2 separate regions of the Sus scrofa genome follow, and region 1 is linked to region 2. The links are chromatin contacts, called in public Hi-C maps. All regions are on one chromosome and are shown on one strand. Each heading gives the region's core, a stretch centred on a gene start, on an enhancer-like site or on the middle of the called end of the contact. The rest is flanking DNA. Distances are from core to core; before and after follow the strand shown. Region 1 holds the start of ZBTB7C (zinc finger and BTB domain-containing protein 7C). Region 2 overlaps ZBTB7C (zinc finger and BTB domain-containing protein 7C).

Region 1 (5,608 bases), core at 828-3,327, 390 kb after region 2:
GAAAAGTTGGGATAGTGTCAGACTGCAAATGGGCAATGACAGTTCTGATTTTTTTTTTTTTTAAGCCAAGGGCAGGGGACAGGAAATTAGCTGGCAAGCTTGGATGTAAAAAGTACCAGATAACGAGCCCATGATGGACTGGGGGTGTGGGGGTGGCATTTCTGATCTCAGGCCCTACAAGGACTTGCAGAGAAACTCTCTCCACCCTGGCCTGGGAGGCTGATGTCATTTCTAGTCTCCCTGGCCTCTAACCACTGTGGAAGGTCACTTTCTCCTTCCTTGGGCCTGAATCTGCTCATCTGTAAAATAAGTGCTTCTAAAATTTCTAGAGTCTCTTTCAGCTTCCAAATTCTGTGACTTCCTTTAAAGCCAAGGGTATGCTTTCCTCTCAGGTACTTGTTGGGGCTGGGGGAACAGGGAGTGGGAACAGGACCAGCCAGAATGAAGGGCTGAGTGTTTCCAACTCTCATGCAGTTCTGTACCGACTTGCAACAGCTGGGTATCAGACCCACTCTGGGGATAATGATTTCTTTCAGCCCAGGGCGGACCTACCCGGGTGGTGCTAACCTCACTGCCCTGGATTCATCAACCTGGCCAATGAGGAATGGGGCCAAACCACTGGACTTCTCTCAGAGCCTCTCTCCCAGGGCTGACCAAGGCACATCTTCCTCTTCTAAACGTCTTCCCTTCCCACCCTCATTCCTCTTTCTGTCCCAGAGGCCCCAGAAACCCCAGGCCTAGCCTGGAGAATAGACCAGCGAGTTTCTCTGGGCAGGCAGCCACATGCCACCAACTCTTTGCTCCTCTTGGCCCTGGACCCTTGACACCTAGGCTTGGGTACCAGCCTCCGCAGCTGGATTGAAAGAAAATGAGCCGTTGCCGCTTCGCTTTTCTCTGGTTCCTCCTCGATCCTCTTCCTAATGAAATCAGAGAAGCAGCCCTAATAACAAAGCAACACAGCGGCCAAGGACGATCTGCTTTCAAAGGAGCGAGAGATGCGCACACCACGAGCGAAGGCGCTCCCTAGTGCGTGTCACTAGGAAGAGACCTTGCGCTGCCCGGTGCGGGCGACAGATACCGGGCTGGTCTCGGCTTAACTTTCCCGAGGCACGGAGAAACCGTGCGTGCGCCCATTTCCCGAACTTCCCTACTGGACAGCAGCGTGGGTCTCGGAGTCCTGCAAAGGAACCACCTCCAGCGGGGACCGCCACGAAGCCCTTGAGGCGTGTCGCAAGATGTGCGGTCCCAGACTTTCCAGCCCCTTTCCTAATTCTCAGCATAAGACCTCAGTGCGGATGCCAAAGTCTCAGGAAACCGCCGCTCTCCAAAATGTTCGCGCGCCTTCCCAGCAGAAGTGCGGTATAACTTTTGGCAGAAACCACCTGTGGCTGCTGACAGGCCCGCCCCGCCCGTGCCCGAAGGCACCGCCGAACCCCGGGCCGCACGCGTCCGCATAAGTTCCCTTCCAGCCCGCGCGCCACTTCGCTCCGGGCCGCGGTGCCAGCCAGGAGGCGCGGCGCCCGCTCGCTGGCTCGCTCTCGGCTGGCTCTCCCCTCCTCCCTCCCTCCCTCCCCCCGCCTCCTCCCGTCGCATGGCTGCCGCACGGAGCCCCTGAATAGCCACCGCAGCCCCCCGCCTCCTACCCCCCACGCCGAGGGCGCCTCTGCCCCGCCGGCGCCCCGGGGCGAGCGGACCTCTGGCCTCCTAGCAACAGCCCAGGAAACCGCTCTCCACCGCCCGCGATGCAGAGCCACCCTCCGGGAGCTCCGCGACCCCCGACCTGCCTCGGCAACCAAGGTGCGGGGGAAACCGCGACCCTAGCAGCGGATGCCCCAGCACAGCGCGCGAAGCCACTCACCTCTATCCGCCGCTGGACCTGCACGCCTCCCGGACTAGGCGCGGGGCAGCGGTCCTCAGTCCTCCCTCGCCACCGCCGCCGTCCGTCAGTCCCTGTGCGCCCGAGCAGCGCGGGCCGCGCGGCTGTCAGAGTCTCGTGGCGGGGCTGCGCTGGCGGTGTGGAGCCGAGCGGCGGTGGCGGGCGCGCGGCAGCTCCTCCCTCCCCGCGCCGCGCCTCCGCCCTCCTCGCGCCCCGCCTCCCGCGCCGCGGCTGTCAGCCCCGCGTCCCGCGCCCGGCGCCCGCGCTGCCCGCGCCACCGGTTCGGGGTGCGCACTGGGCTAAAGGGCCCGGATGTCTGCGGTCGCCTCTCGCTCGCGCCCGCCCCTTCCCCTGCGCCCCCTCCCCACCCTGCCACACATGCACTTGCTACGTTACAACCTCCTCCTCGGCTCCAATTAATTTCTATTTTGACAGTAACTGTGGCGGTGGGCGGCGCTGCGGGGGGCGCCCAGGACCCGCGGAGGCGGCGGGCGGCAGTCAGGACGCTGCGCGGGGGCGGAGTGGGGGGGGGAGCAAAGCCACCCTCCGCTTGGGGCTCCGCGTCTTTTTTCTTTCTTTCCTTTTTTCTCTTTGCCTCCTCCAGGATTTAAAGGGACAGCCCCGGTCGAGGCGAGAGGCCAGGCGGCCGCCGTTTCTCCGGTCTCCAGACGCCCTCTGCGGCCCGGCTGGACCCGCCCGCATCCAGAGCACAGGGCTCCAGACCGCCGGGTATTTTTAGGTCCACACCCTGCCCAGGACAGCGGAGCAGCAGAGCTTGGCTTGGTCGCCCCGGCGCACGGCTATTTTTACAGAGTCTGATTAGGGGAGGAAATAAAACAACTCAGCAACTGCTTCCCCAGTGGAAAGTAGGGAGCAAGAACTGGGGACAGAAGTTTCCCAAATGCTCTCAGAATTTCAGCGAGCTCGGAAAGACACATCTCTGACACGAGAAACCAAAGGACTGCAGCACTCCAGGGCCCCCAAATCCCTGCGGGCAGCCCAGCCTTAGAGGCCGCTCGGACGCGGGATCTCCGGGCCTGGGTACCCAGCATGCGAGCGGGGAACCAACCTCCAGCCCTCGTTTACTCCCTTGAACAGCCTACAAGGCGGCTTTCTGAAGCATCCAATCACCCAGCTACGCAGCCAAGGGGCGGGCCCTGGAAGGACTTGGCCCCGCCCAGTACCTCCAAACACCGCCTCCGCTGGTACCGTACGGAGGGGAGAGTCTCCTTGGGATCCGCTGCAGGCGCTGACTGGTGACGGACAGCGCAAAGGGCCCATCAGGGAAAAGAGGAGGGGGATCTTGGTTCAGGGGCGACGATGTGAACGCTCGCGGACGAGGCGACTCTCTGAAGAGATGTTCCGGCCACCAGCTGGCCGGAGCACACTGGCGCTCCTTTTTACAACCCCCGCTTTCCGCGCTCAAGGCAGACATAGAAACCCTTGCCCACCCTGGCGCGACATCTGCGACTGTACCCTCGGATGTCTGCAGGTCCTCTCCAGGGCTGGTTCTTCCGACGCTGCGAAGTTTTCCGTTCTCAAATTCTTACAGGGACTGTGCTTCCTGAGCTGCGCGGGACGCTCAGGACAGGCGAAAAAGAGAATCCCTCCCTCCTGACCCCATTCTGGCCATTGACTAATGAACGGACAGTGGGACTGCGGCCGTCCGCATCGAGTCCTTGAATGTTGAAGATACTCTATGACATCCTTTACAGAATTCACGAAAATAAACGTGTAGACCCTTTACTTGGCCCTTCTTGCCAGTTCTGCTCGCTGGGAATTGTCTTCCTTTCATTCATTCGCGTAATAAATGCGCATTGCTTGGCACCGCTTTGGTGTAATGAAAACAAGGGAAAAGATTCTGGAATAGGGCGTAACTTCAGAAAGCTAGGCACAAACATGAAAAGGAGAACTGAAACAGAGTTGTGCACATCACGTTTCACTAGTCAGAGAGGCCTAACTTTTCCTAATAAGAAAATGTCATTCATTTGTCAGTTTGAATAACCACCTTATACAAACTGTTCAAAAGCAATAGAAGTCTAAGGAAATCTGTTGTGGAAACTAAGATTTTTCAGATTCAGGATGTCAGACTTCCAAGTAGCTAAAGCTTTCAGTGGCAAAATAATAACCTTACTTTAAGCAGCCCTTGGAGCCTTTACCCTCCCAAACTAGGTTGTATCCCTGCTAAATTTGGTTGTCTGCCTCACTTCCTTTCCTTACAGGGTCTTCAGCCATTTGGAGTACCACAGACCCAGCTGATATAGTCGAGCTTCTAAGCCAGAAGCATGGGGATGCATTTAGGAAGTACCTGGGAGATGTGAGCTCTGAAAACTGCAAGACACCTGCAGCTGATAGGAATGCAGTCCTGGGAATGAGGGTAGCCATGACCATGAAAAGGGTGTTTTGTTTAAAAAAAGAGGGAGGTGGGTATTAAATCAGAAGTGCCTCTAAATCAGAAAGGATCACCTCCCTGCTCTGAGTACAGCCTGCTCAGAGCAGAGGTTCCATAGCTGTGCATCACTGGATGGGTTTCCATGCCATGAGCTATGGAGGAGGGTTCTATGGCCCAGACAGCGAGCCACGGGGCTCCTGAACTTAATGACCACAGGCAAAATTTTACACCTTTAAGAGCGTTTCTACACCTTAGGGATGCTGCGATGACCAGATGAGAAAACGTGTGGGCAAGAGTTACTTTGTAAACAACATTCATTAAGGGGCTGCTGTGAGCTACTATCAAGCATTGTGGAGTATGATATAAACTGCCCACAATATTAGTTGTGGAAATAACTTTTTCAGAAATTATCAGAGAACTGGATTCACATATTTAGATAAATACGTCAAAAGGGTGCTCAGAGGCTGCAAGGCCTTTGTGGGATGATACTTTGATGAGATCTCCCAAGGAGGTTCCCTTTTCAAGGGAAAAGAAAAGGGAGGAAGTAACATTTAGAGAGCTCCGGCTAGAATCAGAATCATGGCATGCATTGTACTGTGTTCCTCAGGACAACTTGTGTGGTGCATTATGTTATGACCATTTATAGATGAGAAGTCTGATGTCAATAGTCATGGTAATGACCAAGATCCAGAAGCTAGAAAGTGGCACAGGCAACTTTGGGACTCAGAAGTTTGAGTTCAGGAATCCAGCAGCGGCCCATCCTGTGATGCTGCCTCTAGAGGAGAAAGAGGGAAGAGCCTTTAAGGAAATCCAGGCAGAAGAAAATTGCAAGAAAACAATGGTCCATGTAATCACGTAACCACAAAGCAGGTTGGGCAGGGCGCAGTCTCAGTTCAAAGAAATCTCCAGGAAAGAGTAGCATTTGACCCAGTCCTTTAGGTTTAGATTCCCACCCTCTCTCTTTTTAAATATTTATTTTGAAATAATTTTAGATTTTCAGAAGTTATAAAAATATCAAGAATTACCATCAACCTTCACCCAGATTCCCCAAATGCACATATTTCCCATATTAGTTTTATCCTGCTGTCTCTCTAGATACATATTATTTTTTCCTAAACCACTTGAGATTAAGCTGAAGACATGATGCTCCTTTATTGATAAATTCTTCAGTGAGTGTTCTCTAACAATAAGGACATTCCCTGATGTCATCATCAAAATCAGAAAATTTCCATCAGTACTATTGTCTAATCTAAATCATATTTAGAGTTAGCCAATTGTCTCAACAATGGCAAAAAAATGAAAAATAAATTAATTCTGGTCAGATTCCAATCCAGGATAAC
Region 2 (5,728 bases), core at 1,000-3,499:
GGGTAGGTCCTAAAGCTGGGGCCCCAAGGGACCGTGGTCCCCAGGAGACGCTGGGCTCCATGTCCTCAGGCAGCATCGATGAGTGAGTGCCAGGCCCTGGTCTCTCGGCCCTCGTCCCGCCCTTGTACCCTTGAAGGGTACCAGCACCTGCTCAGATAAGAAGCTGTCAGAGACCTTGGTGTTCTGCCCGCTGCTCACCACTCAAGGTCCAGTGGGTGCTCATGATCATGAGCTGCTGGTGCGGGGCTACTTCTCAGAGCTCCCCAACCCCCAATCTGACATGCTCCTCCCTCGCCTTGTCCCCTGGCCCATCATCTTCTCCCTGAAGCCTGCCCCAGGGGCCCCCTCTCAGGCCACAGGCACCCAAGCTGGCTCGGCATTCCCCCTTCCAGCTTGGCGAGCTCATGTTCGGGAAAGATGAGCTAGTCTTCATGATCTCATTCCCCCGAGTGAAAGGAAAGGGCCTGGGGTCCTCCGCCTCCACGGAGGCTCCAGGGCCGATAAGGCTTTCCCAGCACCATCCACCCAGACTTCTTGGTAACCTGATGGCCTGAGACAAATTCTCTTCCTGCTGCCGTGGCTAATGACATTGCATTATCTTAATAAGGTCCCCAGTGCTGCCAGGAGTGGGAGGACTAAAAAGAAAATACGGAAAAGAAAAAAAATAAAAAAGCCAGTCTCCTGGCCTTGTTTGGAGAGCTGACAGCGGGGCCGGCGGCATGGAGCTATCAGCGTTTACCTGGCACTGGGGCAGGGGCAGAGGCTAAAAGGTGCAGCCTTTGTGGGATGTCGGTAGGGGAAATTGGGGAGATCGCGGCTCATCAGGGATTGACTTTTCAGGGGACAGAGCTTGCCCATCCCTTTCTCCAGGCCTCTGTGGAAACTTTGTTGTCTTGGGGGCTGGTTTCTTCTCAGGTTTTGCAGTTCCTTGCCTTCATTATGTGTCCTGTAGACATGGCTAGAGCACCTGTGAGAGCCGGGTTGAGGATGGGGTGCAGGGGGTATAGGGGATGCAGGGGTTCTGGGAAGGAAGACTGCCCAACCATGCTCTCTAGGAGTTCCCCTGAAAGGCTGCCTACACCCAAGGACTGATGTGGAGGGACGGGAGCAATTAAGACTCTTCTGAGATCTTCATAGGCCCTGTTGGTGATGGTGATGGCTGGGATTGAGGCAACAAGAAGTGGGGGGACCTGCGATGGGGGTGGGCAGGGAAAAGATGCACTAAGTGCGCCGTGTCCCTCTGTCTGCAGAGAAGACAAATACCTTCTTGTCTTCTCTGGCCCCCATGCTCCCCATTCTTTAAAGACCATCCTAGGGGCCACATCTAGTGGAACCCCCCACAGTCCTGGCCTTTGGCCTGGGCTTCCAGACTTTCCTGGGATAGAAGAAGACTCCTGATGAGAAGGGTTGAGGGGAATTGTGGTCCAGACTGCCTCTGCCTTAAGTCCTGGAGCTGTTTCTCTCCCAAGTCAGAGCCCAGGACCCATCTGAGCATGTGCTGTCTTGACGGCCATCACCCAGCCGTCGTCCTCAGGAAGAACGTGGTGACCTTGGGCCAGGCTGGGGGAGTGTACACATAGACTCCAGCGCAAACATAAGGACTTGGAGTCCAAGGGATCACGGGGTGCCCAGAGCTAGGATGGGACAGCATGGAGCCAGAGGTACATAGACTGGTGAAAGCCTCCGGGGGTGTCTCATATGTGAAAACATCAGTGGTGAGACAACTGGTGGGACTGGCTGAAATCTAGAGCTGACTCACAGGTCAGGTTCCCTGACACCAAGGAACTGACAACATCATGGTGGGGCACCCCAAATCCTCAGAGACCCGCAGAATGAAGGCTGTGTTCAGAAGGACCCCCAGACCCCTCTATTACATTGGGGCTGCTGAAGTCTTGAGGAATGATGCTCCCACGGGCATGTGAACAAGCTGGGAGTTGGCATCTAAGGCCATAACTCAGAGCCTGGCCCAAAGGGACACCTTGCAGGGGGAGGGTAAGTTGTTCCACGTGCCTCAGGAGGGCGGGGAAGCAGAGTCAGCATCAAGAAGAGAGGAAAGGAGGCCTGGCCAGAGAGCAGAGGCTCAGTTGTGATTAAGCAAAGACTCAAGCTCCAGAAAGGGAAACAGGGTCCCAGCGGAGGACGTGAGGGCAGCAGGGCTGGGGCCCTCAGCCTCTAGGGGGTGGCGGGGAGGGGGTCCAGCCCCAGGGAGTAGCCTTGCAAGGGACTCTGGGAATTCTGAGTCAAAGAGGCAGCAGCTGCTGCTCTAAGTGGCTGCCAAGGAGTCTCCCGCTGAGGGCGGTGTTACAGGCGGTGGTGCAGACTGCAAACTTGTGGCTGCAGACTTGTGGCTGCCAAGGGGGAGGGGGAGGGAGTAGGAGAGATGGGGAGTTTGGGGTTAGTAGTGCAAACTCTTACATTTAGAATGGATAAGTAATGAGGTCCTATTGTACAGCACAGCAAACTCTATCCCATTCCTTGGGTTAGAAGACGATGGAAGATAGTATGTAAAAAAAGAATAGATGTATGACAGGCTCACTTTGCTATACAGCAGACGTTGAAGGAATATTATAAATCAACTATACTTTAATTATAATAATAAGAAGAAGAAGTCAGCCACAAAAGAGGTCCCTGTGGGAAGGCTGCAAGGGGACTTGACTGTAGAGAGAGTTACAGGCACCCCTCCCTGGCTGCACCCTCCTCCCCCCATAACCTGGACAGGCCAGCTGTAAAGAATCTTGCACGGCAGCTCCAGGGAGGGGACAGGAGGGAAGACAGGTGATTCTGAAGAATGTGATGGCGAGGGGCGTGTTCACTGTGAGAAATAAAGTCCGCAGGTGAGGAGGCCAAGAGACTCTCCAACCTCCCCTGACTCCGGGTATCCCTGCCCTGGGAAGGGGGCACCCTGAGAGCTTTTCTGACCTTTCTCCGGAGGGCCAATGCCCCGTGGGAACCGAGCAAGGGGAATTGTGGATGGAGGTGGGAATGCAGCTGCTTCAGCTGGAAGAGCCTGGGGGTGCAGATGGCTGTTGTGCTGCTGAGCAGGAGTAAATCGGGAGGGAGGGGAGGGCACAGGGCCGGATGGCCAGAACCGCCCCATGGCTGACCTGGCCCTGAGGGGTGGGGAGCCGGCAGGCACAGAGGCCGCCCTGAGTGATCAGCAGGAATGTGCTGGGAGGGTTCTGGAATGCGACCCTCCTCTTCAGCACAGCATGGGGGAGCGGGCAAGGAGGCCCACACAGACGATGTTCTGGTGTCAAGAGGGTGAGAAGTCTGACTGTCCTGACTGACCAAGTTGCAAACGTTCCCGAGGGAAGGCAGGCACAAAGTGGCCCCCACTGCAAGCTGAGTGTGGGAACGTCTGGGAGGGGAGTGGGGGAGGGAGGGAAGATGGGGACTCAGGGGCCAGGCGGGCTCACTGGGTGGTACCCTGAGATGCAGCACATCCCTCTGAAGGCACAGACCTGGGTGCAGGGAAGTCTGTCCCCAGCATCAGCCATCTGCTCAAGGGACAGGCAGGGAGGGTAGAGCCCGGATGGCAGGACTCGGATCCAGACTGTGAAGAGTGTCCACGTCTTGATGTCATTCCCAGGGGACTGGGCTTGGAGGCACAGGCTGTAGAGAGGTCCTGGCTCCAGAGGTGTGAACTGCACTTGAATTTGAACTGGGCTCTGGTGTATCTTCCTCCTGTTATCCCTGTGCTTTGTCAAGCCTTTATAGTATTTAGGTGAATTTAGAAGATGGGGTAGGAGGTGGGGCAACATCAGAGTGGCAGGGCCATTCGTGAGGGGCTGACTCACACTCGAGGGAGGGGGGTGTGAATCTCAGGGACTTTGGTTCCAGCGGCTCTGTGGCGGTAAGAGGAGCAGAGTGCCTGAGATCAGCCCTATTGGGTGGAAGGGGACACACCTTGGATATGGGGGACCCTGACCATCGGGACCTGGAAATTCTCCCTTCACTGTCAGCTCTAGAAGCATCTGGAAGATTCTGCTGGGGTTGCCTTTACAGAAGCAGATGCAAGGAGAGCCAAGGCCACCTTGGAAACAATCAGTGTTGTCCTTTGAAACAGTCACTGGAAGAGCCTGCAGAGCTATTTTCGCAATGCCACTGCCATCTGAACATATTCCTGTGCCCTTCTCTGGCAACCTCGAAAACCAAAGCTTTGGACCACTGAGAAAAATCAAAAGAATGAGCTCCCCCCAATCCCTAAGGATAAACTGCTAAGAGGCTGTGCAGTGACAGCAGCAGCATTGCAACAGGTGTGGGTTTCTCAAGGCGGGTTCTTTGATGGGGACAGTGGGAGTGTGGAGAAAGGACTCAGTCTCAGGAGTCACGATGGTCCCAGGGCAGGTATCCACCTGGCTCTATCCACATCCAACACAAGGAAATGACCAAGCTCTGATGTAGGGCCACTCACCAGAACCGTCCTGCCTGTGGACATGGCTGGGAAGGTCAGCCTCACACCAGTGACCACAGGTGCACATTTCCTCACAATGAGGCCCATCAAAACCCAGAAGCAGACAGTCAGACCCCACATCATCATATCAATCAGTTTTGATGATTGTGCAGGTTTGTACATTGTGTGTACAGAAGGTGCATACATGACACAGTGTACCTTCTGAAGGGGATGGAGTCTGGGAATGATGAAAGGCTTAGAATGTACTGATTTCAAATTTCAATTTTTTTTTTTGTCTCTTTGGGGCCACACCCACAGCATATGGATATTCCCAGGCTAGGGGCTGCATCAGAACTGCAGCTGCTGGCTTACATCACAGCCACAGCAACGCCAGATCCAAGCTGCTTCTGCAACCTACACCACAGCTCATAGCAACGTCAGATCCTTAACCCACTGATCAAGGCCAGGGATCGAACCTGTGTCCTCATGGATACTAGTTGGATTCATTACCACTAAGCCACAAGGGGAGCTCCTCAAATTTCAACTTTTATGACAGCATAAAGTTACCCTCTTCCCCACATGGACAGTCAAAGGGAGAACATGAAAGGAGACCCATCCTTTAGGTCTAGAAAGGCCCACAGGGGACTCTAGGGTCTCCTGTCACAGATTTTGCTGTCATATATGAACTGGCGTTCAAGTCTCAGCTCTACCACTTTCCATCTGGGCTGACAAGGGGCTGACTAGCCCCTGGGAGACGGATCACTTATTTGTGGACAAAGGCCATGACCTCTCCCCATCTTCCAGGCCATGGCAGGGGTGAGCGGGTGTGTAATATGCCCAGGACAAGCCCTGGCATGCTGCCTGTGCTCCAAATAAAATAATGGGGGCTGCCCACCACTAGGGGGTTTCAAACTGGCTTCCATGGATCTACAGGGCTTGCTGAGGCCCTCATTTCCTCTTCTTCTTCCTTTTTTTTTTTTTTTTTTTTTTTTTTGCTTTTTAGAGCTGCATCTGCAGGCTATGGAAGTGCCCAGGCTAAGGATCGAATCAGAGCTATAGCCGCTGGCCTACACCACAGACACAGCAATGCAGGACCCAAGCCAGTCTGCAACCTACACCACAGCTCACAGCAACACCGGGTCCCTGACTCACTGAGTGAGGCCAGGAATCGAACCCGAATCATCATGGATCCTAGTCAGATTTGTAACCAACTGAGACACAGTGGGAACTCCCCAAGGCCCCCACTTCTGCCTTAAGCAGAACAGCTCTGCTCTTATCTACTTTATGGCTTTTTACCTGATATGGTACAGAATTAGATTATCTGAAAAATCCCTG

The links. Hi-C and Micro-C count contacts between places; a contact is called where the count stands out from the background.
Region 1: a Hi-C map of fetal skeletal muscle shows a contact between it and region 2, with 2.6 times the contacts expected there. The contact joins the promoter of ZBTB7C here to the enhancer-like site in region 2. A contact is called at or near these places in 10 of 47 Hi-C or Micro-C datasets (embryonic fibroblasts, epiblast stem cells, fetal skeletal muscle and 6 more) and 1 of 2 datasets of contacts at active chromatin or transcription factors (skeletal muscle).

The regions. Positions count from the first base shown.
Region 1 is chr1:98,013,081-98,018,688 of Sscrofa11.1, forward strand. It overlaps ZBTB7C (zinc finger and BTB domain-containing protein 7C), which reads right to left and starts at 2,078. Exons shown (of 5, transcript XM_021092801.1): 1 at 1,859-2,078.
Region 2 is chr1:97,619,457-97,625,184 of Sscrofa11.1, forward strand. All of the region lies in intron 4 of ZBTB7C (zinc finger and BTB domain-containing protein 7C), which reads right to left. Among named protein-coding and RNA genes, the nearest start is that of SMAD2, 140 kb to the left of the region's middle. Within about 2 kb of position 2,250, at least 8 of the 83 cell types and tissues checked have an H3K27ac peak or open chromatin away from gene starts, as enhancers often do. A contact at or near this core is called in fetal skeletal muscle, where this site is marked.